Linked DNA regions of Sus scrofa: region 1 is linked to region 2. The links are chromatin contacts, called in public promoter capture Hi-C maps. All regions are on one chromosome and are shown on one strand. Each heading gives the region's core, a stretch centred on a gene start, on an enhancer-like site or on the middle of the called end of the contact. The rest is flanking DNA. Distances are from core to core; before and after follow the strand shown.

Region 1 (6,123 bases), core at 3,511-6,010, 36 kb after region 2:
GCGGGAGCAGTCCTAGAAAAAGGCAAAAAGACAAAAAGACAAAAAAAAAGAGGGCGGGAGCAGAAATAGGGTCTATGCTGAAGAGGTCACCATTCAAACATATACAGATTAGAACCTAGTAACTCTGGGACCCCAATCCTCCACACGCCTGGGAGTTACCTGCACCCGAGGATTCATCCCAGGAGTCCTCAAGGTCACTGCTTTCTTGCACCTGGTCGCTGATTCTCAGTTGACAATTCCCATCTGATTCCTTAACTGTTTTCAAGAGAGGCTGATGATCTGCCGCCTGAGTTCTTTTTGGTCCCAGGATGCTGGTTCTCTCTTCCCCTGGGGTGTCGGAGGCTGTTAAGTTCTGATCACAGTGCTTGGCCCAAGCAGCATCCTCCATTAAGTTGTCTGGGTCAGTCACCACCTGATTTCGGAGAAGCTGATCCAGTGTGTCATAAAATGGACAGTGTGGTGGATCACCCATACTTGTGGCCTGGGCCACATAGGCCTTTAAATATAATGCCTTCAGGACTTTAAACTTGGAGCGGCACTGACGCTCGGTTCGGCGGAAGCCTTCCTGCTGCATGCGCTTAGACACGGCCTGATAGACATCGGCATTGTGATGCACGGTCTGGAGGCGCTGAATGTACTCAGCCTCGCCTAGTATGGAGAGAAGGGTCCGAGTCTCCTGTCTGGACCACCGGATGCCCGCACTGCTATTGGAAGTGGCCATAGCGGACTGGGAAGGAAGGCTGGCTGGAAGAGGCTCCTGGGCAGCAAGGTACTGATCGGAAGGTGTGGGCAAGCTCTGTGTGCTCCGGTCTATCTCCAGGAGCCAGCCGATTCTTCCCTCTCAGGGCTAATTGCTGAGAAGCCAGGTCTGAGGACCGCATTTCTGGCTGGAAGGCCACAGGGGAATGAAAGTTACAGGCAGGGTGTAAGGATAACTGTGGCGGCAAGTTAAGCGGTTCTACCTGTGAGGAGGCTGCAAAGAGGCAGGATGCCAGTGCTCAGAAAGCCCAACTTACGGAATGTGCCCATGACGGGTACTGCACCCAAGATTAGGAAGGGTCTTACTGGCTTATCAACAAGGGGACTGGCTCCTCCACAAAGGGCAGAATGCTTCCAAGGCTGAGACCAGGTACAAGTGTGTTATCTGTAAAAATCACCATTGTCTTGTAAGCAGTCAGACCATGGGAGGGCGAAATGCCTAGACCGAGGGGTGGCTCACGGAGGAGAAGTGCAAGCAGGACTATGCTGCAGCAATACAGGTCTGAAGGGGTTCACGCCTCACTAAGCTTGGCCTAAGGGATGCTGTGGCTGTGTGTTACTCATCTGTCACCATTGCACTCCTTTGTTAAAAGGTAACTTCCAGGGCCAGAAAAGCGAGCTGAAGTTGCTTTTGCTAATACAAAGCTTTTTGCATAATATGGCAGAAGACATCCACCTCACTGCTATGACCATCCACCCCCAAATAGCGCATAAAACAAACAGGGCTGCCAAGGGGATGGACCTATGCAACTGTTCTGTGTCTTGTGTCTATCAGTGTAGGTACCTTGGTGGTGACACTGCAGTGTAGTTTTGCGAGATGTTACCACTGGGAGAAAATGGTAATTCCAGTAATACATCCCACTTCTCTGTATTATTTCTTGCAACAGTATGTAAATCAACTGTTATCTCAAAACAAAAAGATTAAAAAAAAAATTGTGTGTATATATATATATATATACACACATTGTTGGCTGCTTACAATGAATTTAGCATCAAGACCCAACTACAACTCCCGTTGTTTTTTTTTTTCATTCAGTTTATAATTTGAAAAACTTTGATACCAACTCAGTTTATTTTCAGTATGCTCAGTACTACATTTTACCAACAGATAAATGGACACAGGAGTATACGTATCATCACAAAAATCCGAGTTCTCTCCAAAAAACTACAGTTTTTGGCTTAAGGCGTAGATATCTTAAGGAAAGAAATGAATAGCAAGTTCAATTTAACTAAACACAGGTTAAGGGATAATTAAAAAATATCTCCACATATAAAATAAATAAATATTAAATTTAATCCATAATTCTAAAATCGACACAAGGAAATTTTTAAATTCTCAACTGAAAAAAGAAGAAAGAAAAGAACCTGGAGCTAAAGATTAGACATCTTGAACTACAGTCCTATCAAGTTCATCCCTAAACTAATTTGGGAATGCCTTAATTTCCATGTGCCTTGTTTTCTCACCTAGAAATAGGGAGGGACAAAATCTGCCCTACCAATTTTACAGGGATTTGAAAGGATTAAATAAAATAATAGATGTGAAAACACTCTGAAAATTTAAAAACACTGTATCAAGAATTACAACTCCAGTGAAAAGGAAAACCCCTAATTATCACAGTAATCTATAATTTGAGGAGACAGAAGTCTCAGGAAGCAAGCCTGTTTTAATCTTTTAATTAAAGTTACAACAGATGATTAACCTGATTCTTAAGACATTAATTAACCTGTTTCCCTAATGATTAAATCTGGAAGCCAATTAGAAAAGTTAGTTCCCATAAAGTGTCACAAAAAAGATCTGAGGAAGGATATCAATAGTAAACATGCACCAATTTTAACAGATTTCACAAAATTCAACTACAGCGCAAAGAAATCTTCAATTTCCCACATAACCTTTCAACTTCCCTCAGTTTCAAAAAATACTATAAAAATGTGAAGTCCAAATTACCATCTCTGCATGACACAAATTATCAAAATTAAATTTATGTTGGCAACCTATCAATACTAACAGACCTGTAAGCAAGAAACAAATGTCTGAGTGAATCCCATTTTTGAGAAGACTCAGCACTAATATCAAAAGAAACAGCCTCCTGGGGTATTCTGTGAAATGACTGAGTCATTAAAAAAACAACAAAAAAACAAAATGGTGTTTTGAGTTTCATTTCACATTACACTTAGAATGTATGAACACGTTCTTATTACCATATACAAAAGTATTATTTTATTCCATACCTTCTGCCAAGGATCTGCTTTACTTTCATTACTGTGTTTGAAATATTCCTTATTCTACTTTGTTTTGCTGCCAATCCAACAACCTGAAAAAGAGTAATGTATTACAACGCATGTAATCTTTTACTTATTTCAAAGTACAAAAATGAGGGGAACAGTACCTCTTCATTTTCTGTGTAAGCAACAACAGCTGGAGTAACTCTGTCACCGGCGTCGTTTGCAACCACATCAGCCCGTCCATCCTGGAGAAAAATACCCAACTACTACATTAGTTCTTTTGAAATGAAATATACAGTGTCTTTAGATAGAAACATATGTGGGCCAGTGTTACTTTGACATATACGTGGAGAGAGAAATTGCTTTATCAAAAAAATTTTTTTCCTGGCTGCACCCTAGGCATGTGGAAGTTCCTGGGCCAGGGATCCCTGCGGCTGCAGCGACAATGCTAGATCCTTAACCTTGCTGGGCCACAGGGGAACTCCTTTTATCAATTTTAAAACATGTAGGTTTTATTTGTCATTATTTAATTTCCAGATTTTAATAAGGCCAGCATTCCACAAAAAGCTGCTTCATTTTTTTCAGTCTTCTCTGCGTAGTTGATAACAGACCATACGTAACAATCTATCTATATATACAATAAAAAGTCTCATTACACTACCCTTTCTACTGCTCTTCCTTCCCCTTTAAAGGCATCTTCCTCTCCTTTTTCTACACAGGATGAAGGAGCACTAATCCCTTTGGCTTTTCCTTACAAATCATTTGACATTGAAACGTGAGACTAATATCAGGTGTGTATCATATTAGTTCCTTCCGCCTCCCCATTGATGAGAGAAAGGCCAAAACTCCTCGTTCGGCTCTCATTTCCAGACAGGACAAGTGAGTAAAGCACACACCATCAACCTTGCTTCACACGCTTCGCGAGATCAACAGCTCATTCTTGGCTAATGTCCAGAAATCTCCGGGTACCAGACGTTCAGGTCCCCCTCGAAGCCTCTGGCAGCCCTGATGTTCCTGAGACCCTCCGGGCCTGCTACGCCCACGCTGTCCCCGGGACGCCTCCCTTAGGGCCTCCTGCACCCACAACGTTCCGAGACCCTCAAGGCCCCCTGAATCCATAACGTCCGCGGGCCCGCCCCCCTCCTGAGGCCCTGACCTCTCCGAACCCCGCGCGCCCCTGCCGCCCGCCCCTCCACCAGCGCGCAAACCTCTCCAGAGAAGCCACAGGGGACGAGGCCAGGTCCGCCCAACACTCAGCCCTGAAACCTTCCCGCAGTATCGCTTCTTCGCCCGACATCCGTAGGCCGGCGACACGCGTTCCACCCAGCCCCGCAGGTGACCAAAGGACTTGGCTTCGCACCCAGAGAACGGGGTACCCGCAGCCCAGCTCCCCAAGCCCCTCACCTTATAGACGGCCACACAGGCTGATGTGCAGCCCAGGTGAACCCCGATGGCCGCCATGAGGCGGCAAGAACGGCGGCAGCAGTGAAAAGCGGCTCCCCTGTGGCAAGAGCGCCCGGCAGCAGAACAGCCCCATCAGGCACCGCGGAGACTTCACGTTCCCGCCCGCCCCCTGCGTCCGGTTCCTCGGCCGCGGCCTCCCGCGTCGCCACCAATCAGCGTGAAGGTCCCGCCTTCCCTCTAGAACAATGGGCAAATAGCTTTAGGGCTCTCTCTCCGCTCAGGGGGGCGGCCCAGCGTGAGTGCTAATGCGCACGCGCCCGGTCGGGGAGGGAAGGGAAGAGACTCCTTCGCTCCGCCCCTTTCCATGCCCTTTTCTTGAGAGCCAATGGAAACTCACGGATGAGTCGCGTCATTTGTCCTAGCAACTCCGGGCAGGTTCTTTACAAGCCCTTGCATTGAGCTCCTGCGTCTGGGTGCAGCCTCGGAATCTAACAGCCCAGCTGTTCCTTACGCCCGTGGTTGGTCGTTTGGAGCTGCTGGTTGAGCATGTGGTGTGGGAGCCCAGCTGCCATGGTGGCCTTTTGCGCCGGACTTTGGTTCTCTAGCCCGGGGCGGGCGCAGGGCCAGGAGGCCGGGGGTCGGCCGGGCGCCGACTGTGAAGGTGAGCGGTGTGAGACCTGCTTGCATGGCGGTGGCACCGCTTCGCAGCGCAGCTGTTGGGTTTGGCTTTTCCCGGCCCTGGCTATAAATAGCATTTCACTGAGGAGATGCTGGCCCTGGCCCAGGGTTCCGATCGCCTACGCCCAAACTTAGGCAAAAGTTCGAGCCGGGCTCAGGGACGTCTACAGTCCGCGTTCTACAGTTCGCGTTCTTGGTCCTGTTCTATAAAACTGCCGCAGTCAAAGCCGGTGGGTTTTGATTTGGATTCGGTTTTGCGCAGACGCCATGTAGATGCAGACGACCCTGGCGCCAAATGGATTCGGCTGCTGTAACCACCTTTCCACGCACTGGAGAAGCCTTTCAATTTCAAATTAGTTTGTAACTCCCCAAAGGACAAAGCATTACACATTGTCTAAATTGAGATAAAATGGCTTAAATCTCAGGACATAACTAACTTTTGTTAGGACTTCACAGGGAAAAGTTGCTTTACAAAGGAGTGTCTTAACGCTTTAGAAAGAGGAGGAATAGAAAAGAAAGATTGCTTTTTTGTTGACAGGGTCTCCGCTGGGGACTTAGAGTCGGAACACGTGGGTCTACGTCCCACCCAGCCTTCTGGCTCTGAGGCCATTGTGCCTGGTTTCTTGCAAAATCGACGTGAAAATACCTATCTCAGAGGGCTGTTAGCAAGAAGATAATTAGCCACGCTAGCCCTTTCTCCCAGACTACAGTAGCACTTTTTGTATTTCACTCATTGAAATGATTACTTTAAATGTATATCCGCTCACCCTTCTGTGATCTTGCGAATCTATTCTTCCTTAGCAGGAAATTGTAGGTGCACATCTAGGTTGAATGAATGGGTGAGTATAGACTGTACTATAACTGAATCAAGTCTTCACAATTGGAGTCCAGATTTCTAACAGCCTTGCAATAATTAAACTTTTCTCAGAAATTCAAAGTATCTACAGGCTGTTAAACTTTAGATACAGATATTTGCCCAGCTAAGTTATAATTTTGTTGAAAGATCCCTTATAACTGGGTCCTACACGTTTAAAGTAGAATTTGTGAGGCATAAACAAT
Region 2 (5,867 bases), core at 1,516-4,015:
TAAAGAACTATTTTGGTAAATCGGTCTTCTTGGATTTTCTCATGGGTCTCTACCCTAACATGTTTAGTTGATGTCAATTAGTTTCTACTAGGCCACCTGAACAAAATGTTTCATGTCTGTAAGCTTTCATAAAATTACATGCATTATATGTGGAATCTAATTAAAAAATGACACAAAAGAACTTAATTTATAAAACAGAAACAAACTCACAGATTTCAAAACCAATCTTAAGGTTACTATAGGTGAAACCATTGGGGGGAAGGGAAGAATTGGGAGGGTGGGAGTAACATACACACACTACTGTAGAAAACAGATGATTAATGAGAATCTACTGTATAGCACAGGAAAATCTACTCAATGGTTTGTAATAACCTTAATGGGAAAAAAGAATGGCTCTATTTATGACTGATTCACTTGCTGTACACCTGAAACTAACACAACATTGTAAGTCAACTAAGCACCAATAAATTTTTTTTAAATTACATATAAATGCAAAGGTAGAGATATTTTTTACTTTTCCATTGTATTCTACAGAGAAGTGCTGTTTTAATAAAAATGTAGATCTCAAGGACATACTAATCATCACTATAAATACATCTTAAATATATTTTAAAATTATCGTCTATTGTTAAAAGTAACGTTCCCCCTTTCTCCTAGCTGAACAATAAGAAATAAAACCTAATTGAAATATAATTCTTTAGTTACTCATACATCATATGGCCTACTTTCCCCACTTTGGAAGGCTGCATGAAGTTTTAACTCCAGTTTTGCCCAGGCTGCAATATATTATTATCAAGGTAAATAAGCCCAAGAATTATAATAAAATAATGGACAGTATATTGAGTTTTCTAATATTCAATTCCTGTATTGTTTTTAAAGCCGAGAATGACAATACAGAGTATCAATTTAAATAATCCATACACCAAGCTTGAAGAAAAGCAGACATACTCATAATCAAGAGTATGCTAGAAACGAATGGAAGCTAGAAACTAACTGTGCTGAGGAAGATTTTACCCTCAAATTCCTGTAAATAGCATGCTACCCACTGCACCTAAAATGTTAACACAAATTGATGTCATAAACTTGGTTTTATGGCTATGAGACTATGAGAAGCACTAGGGAGGATCAGGGGGTTTTGCCCCAGATTCCCTGAGGCTGGCTTTAGAGAAGTTTCTCTGTTTCTAGGTTTCAGATTCACTGCGGGGGGGGGGGGGGGAAGAAAGGAGTGAGGGTTGGAGTAAACTGGGATTACCAAACAAAATCCATCAGTAAACGCAAGCTTTACTTGGTAGCTCTCCAAGGTAGTTGTGATAACCTTTTGTTTTGAAGTAATTTCCAGGGAAGAGAGAACACAGCTGTTCTTACTACGTCCTCACCCTCCCCAACTCACACAGGCACCTCACCGTCAGGAACCGTGAAGTAGGGTTCGTAATTCCAGACCAAGAAAGTGAAAGGAATTGTTCTCTTCAAAATTTAGGGCTAAGAGTGTGCTTGTTTTGGAGTGTTGGCTTGGACGTAGGGGAATTTGGCAGAACAGAAACGACCCTTTAAATCCTTTCACTGAAAAAGCTTCAGGAAGTTTTGCGTCAAGATAACCTCCTTATGCTGATGGCATGCAAAGGACCTTCCTCTGGATTATCTACCCAAGGTATGTTTGTCTGCTGTTCCTACCATTGTTATCTAGTCGGAGTACTATGCAGATTCAAGACACAAGCCTCGACAGAAATGCTATGTTTGAGAACGACTGGAACCTAAAAAACCTGCAAACTCCTGGTAACAATTCGGATCGCCTCTAATAAGATAGGGAAAGAACTCCTTTATAAGATTAAACGTTTCGCGACCACCCCCAAAACTTGAGTTCACACTAACCCCTAGTGGCAGACACGCTGGGGGGCAGTGAGTCCACGATCTATGCCGAGAAGCGCAGTGCTGGAAACACCTTTCAGGTTCCAGAAGGCATTGAAAGTTCCAGTCTTTCAGCGCGCGCACAAATACACGTTCAGCACCGAGCTCCTTGGCGTCCACCTCATTAATTCCCACGCAAGCTCCCGCCGGGGAGAACTCTTCCCCATGAGCCGGAGGCCACAACCTCCGAGACCCACTTCCTGGGATGTTCCCAACTGGGAGCGGAAGCCCCCCAGTAAGTCCAAAATGGGGTGTACCCTCACTTCTTTCCTTTCTCAGCCTCCACACCTCCGCCCCGACTACTCCTCTCCTCGGATACTGAGGTCACACCTACACCACCGGAGGCCTCCCGCTCCCCAGTTCAAAAACCGGCCCGGACCGCGAACCGTCCCGCTCAAAGCAGCACAAAGGAGTCGAGCCCCCCGTGTGCCCACGGACCTCGAGCCGCGCAGGGATCCGCCGGAGCCGTTCGAACGCCTCCGCACCGCGGCCGGGCCGGGGCCCATCTCGGGCCCGAACGGCAGCGGGACCCAGACCGCCGAGTCCGCGAGCCGGCAGCGGGGCGTGCGGGCCTGGCCTCGCGGGGGCCGGGCGCGGGAGGAGACTGCGGGCCGCGGGCGGGCCGAGCCGCGAGGAGGGTCAGGGGCCCGGGGCAGGGAGGGGCCCGCGGCGCGCGTGTAGGGGCCGCCGCGTCAGCCGCGCGGCAGGAGGCTTCCTGTCCCGTCGCGCTCCGGCCCGCCCGCGCGTCCCGGCCCCGCTTCCCCGGCCTCGGGAGTTTGCCTGGAGGACGGGGGACAGTGCGGGGCGCCGCTCTCCAGCCCTCACCTCCTCGCGCCTCGGCCCCGGCCGCCGCCATCTTGAGGAGCTTTCATTCAAACTGGCGCGGTCGGACGGGATAGCTCAGCTGGCCGACGCCCCGCCCCCGCCCGGCCCGCGCGGGACTCGGGGGCCGGGGCGGGGGGCTAGAACCCGCGAGGCGTCCTGACGTCAGCCGAGGCCGACTTGTCTGGGACAGCCAGCGCGCCTGCGCCCCACGTTGTCTCCCCGTGTGCGGAGGGGCGGGGCAAACTGGCCGGAGAGCAGCCCGTGGCCGGAATACCGGAGTGTAGGGCTGGGTCAGCGGCCACCTGCCCTGATCTGCCTAGTTTAGCGCCTAATTCAAGGCACTTACCACAGGCTTTCCTACAGTTGTTAGTTCTTTTCCATGGTGCTACTGATACACACCGTGCAAAATTTCAAACGCAGAGCGGAGCTACAAAGTGCAGAGTACGTTTCCTTCCCGTACCTGTTCCTTAGCCACCTGAGCCCTACTAGCCACTGTTACGTTTCCTTCCAGGCTACTCCTCCAGATCACAGTTTCTCAAAATTGGCTGCACGTTGGGATTCCTTGGAGGTTTGGGGTTTTTTTGGTTCCATTCGCAGAAATTTAATAGGCAAAAGGTGTACCCGGAACATTGGAGTTTTTAGAGGTCCCCAGGTGATTCTAAATGTGGAATTTGAAACCTCTGGTCTAGAACAGTGCTTCTCACACTCGAATGGGTACAGGAATCATCTGAACATCCTGGTGTTTTTGTTTGTTTTGCCTTTTTTTAGGGCCACACCTGGGGCATATGGAAGTTCCCAGGCTAGGGCTCAAGTCGGAGCTCCAGCTACAGCACATTTCGCAGCAACAGGGATCCTTTACTCACTGAGCAGGCCAGGGATTGAACCACATCCTCATGAATACTGGTTGGGTTAGTAACCCGCTGAGCCGTAATGGGAATTCCCTGGGCATCTCGTTAAAATGCAGATTCGAATCAGGTATGTCTGGGTTGGAACCTGAGGTTCCGCGTTTATGACGAGCCCCCAGGCTACGCCCCATGCCTGTGGGTAGGCTGTAAGATGCCAAGTCCTACAGGTCCTTTGCTAGGACCTAACTGGTCTCCACTCCCACCCCGCCCCCGTCCATTCTACACACTGCGTCCATGGTAATTGTACTGCACGATCTGATGCGGAAATCTGAGACTAGTAAATTGCGAAAGTTCCGCAGAAAGCTGTTTAATGTCTACCAACGATTTTTAAAAGAAATTTAAGTAAAACACAAAATTAGTTCAAAGCAGCCTTTATGTTTGAAATGTTGGAAATAAACGCAGAACATTAAAGGAATTAATTTGTTTGATTATGTTATTAAATACTATCTAGTCAATAAAACATGTTTATGAGGACTTTGCTATCATGGTGAAGTGTTTAATATATCAAGCAAAAGAAAGAGCTATAAAATACAGTTTCAACTGCGTAAGAAAATGTGTAGGAAGATACATATAAAATCTCTGGGAAGTGGTTTCCTCTTTGAGTTCTTGTTTTTACATACTTTCTATAAGCACCTTGACAATAAGGAATAAAAGGTCCTACTCAATCCTATTAGATGGAAGGCCCTTTGTGATATGGTGGTTCCTGCCCTCTTCTCAAGCCTCATTGCTCATTTCCTCCTGTTCTAATCCGTAACTTCCTCGAATATTCATTCCTCTGCTCCTGTCTGCAGGATTTTGGTCAATCCTGCTCTCTGCCTAGAAAACTCCTACTTTCCCTATATCTGCTAGGATTACTCCTACACACCCTTTAAGACTTGGATAGAGCCTGACCTTTCCCATCCTGAGCAGAGCACTTTGCTCCTAGCATACTTACAGGACCTCTACGGGCAGCCATCCTCACTTAACTTCTCTCTTGTTTTGCCTTCCATCTAACTGGCCACTCTTCATTCCACTTCTTGGCTCCTTTTTCCATCTAACCTAAATGCTGGAGTTCCTCAAGACTTGGCCTTGAGACATCTCTTATGCTCTCTTCCTAAATGACTGCCTCAATTGTCATGGATTTAAATATCTTTATGATTCCCAACTTCTGGTCTCCAACCCTAACCTCTGTGCCAAATTCCAGACTTGAATATCCAGTGCTGAGCAGACATATCCACTTAGGTGTTAAACATCTCAAACTGGACATATTCCTTATTTGCCTGGGATATGTTCCAAGACTCCCGGTGGCTGCTTGAAACCACAGATAGTAACTAAACCCAATATCTACTATGGTTTTTCCTATATATACACACCTATGATAAAAACAATTTCCACACTGGGCCCAGTAAGAGAATAAAATAACAATAAAGTAGAACAATTATACTGTAATGAAAGTTATGTGAATATGGGCTCTCTCAAATATCTTACACAAATTGGATGTCTTTTCCTTTTTTTTTTTTTTTTTTTTGCCACACCTGCAGCATATGGAAGTTCCCCGGCTAGGGAAACAATCTGAGCGGGAGTTGTGACCTATGCCACAGTGGCAGCAATGCCGGATCCTTAACCCACTGCACCGGGCCAGGGATCAAACTGGTGCCTCCACAAAGATAAGCTGGATCATTAACCCACTGCGCGGTTGCGCCACAGCAGGAATTCCACTCCATTTTAATTAAACACTTATCATGCACTGTGGCTATAATTTTTGCAGTGTGAGGTACAAGAGCAAAACTAGCATGAATTTCTTTTTCCTTCTTCATAATTTCACATATAGAACATTTGTTCTTACTGAAGATCTTGCCAACCTCGGCGTATGACTTTTTCCCTTTTTTTTTTTTTTTTTTTCTTTTTAGGGCCACACCTGCGGCATATGGAAGTTCCCAGCCTAGGGGTCGAATAGAGCTGTAGCTGCCAGCCTACGCCACAGCCACTGCAACACAGGATCTGAGCCGTGTCTGTGAACTACACCACAGCTCTCAGCAACATAGGATCCTTAACCCACCCTGCAAGGCCAGAGATCAAACCTGCGTCCTATAGGATACTAGTTGGGTTTGTTATGGCTGAGCCACAATGGGAACTCCCCCTTTGCTTCTTGAGGAAAGAACTCATCCTTTCAATTAAAAGAAAGTACTTTACAGCTTCTCCCTGGCAATTCTGAATTGTCAGCATCACTCCTCTTGTGGTTTGGAATCACTT

Evidence for each region. Promoter capture Hi-C pulls out the DNA fragments that hold promoters and counts their contacts.
Region 1: a promoter capture Hi-C map of liver shows a contact between it and region 2, with 3 times the contacts expected there. The contact joins the promoter of CDNF here to the promoter of SUV39H2 in region 2. A contact is called at or near these places in 1 of 5 promoter capture datasets (liver), 8 of 47 Hi-C or Micro-C datasets (epiblast stem cells, fetal skeletal muscle, heart right ventricle and 3 more) and 1 of 2 datasets of contacts at active chromatin or transcription factors (skeletal muscle).

Annotation. Positions count from the first base shown.
Region 1 is chr10:46,930,770-46,936,892 of Sscrofa11.1, forward strand. CDNF (cerebral dopamine neurotrophic factor) reads left to right here and starts at 4,761. Exons shown (of 4, transcript XM_003130739.4): 1 at 4,761-5,047. The coding sequence starts at 4,933. HSPA14 (heat shock protein family A (Hsp70) member 14) reads right to left here and starts at 4,534. Exons shown (of 14, transcript NM_001243393.1): 1 at 4,387-4,534; 2 at 3,147-3,227; 3 at 2,989-3,071. The coding sequence starts at 4,443.
Region 2 is chr10:46,897,128-46,902,994 of Sscrofa11.1, forward strand. SUV39H2 (suppressor of variegation 3-9 homolog 2) reads right to left here and starts at 2,766. Exons shown (of 5, transcript NM_001039747.1): 1 at 2,731-2,766.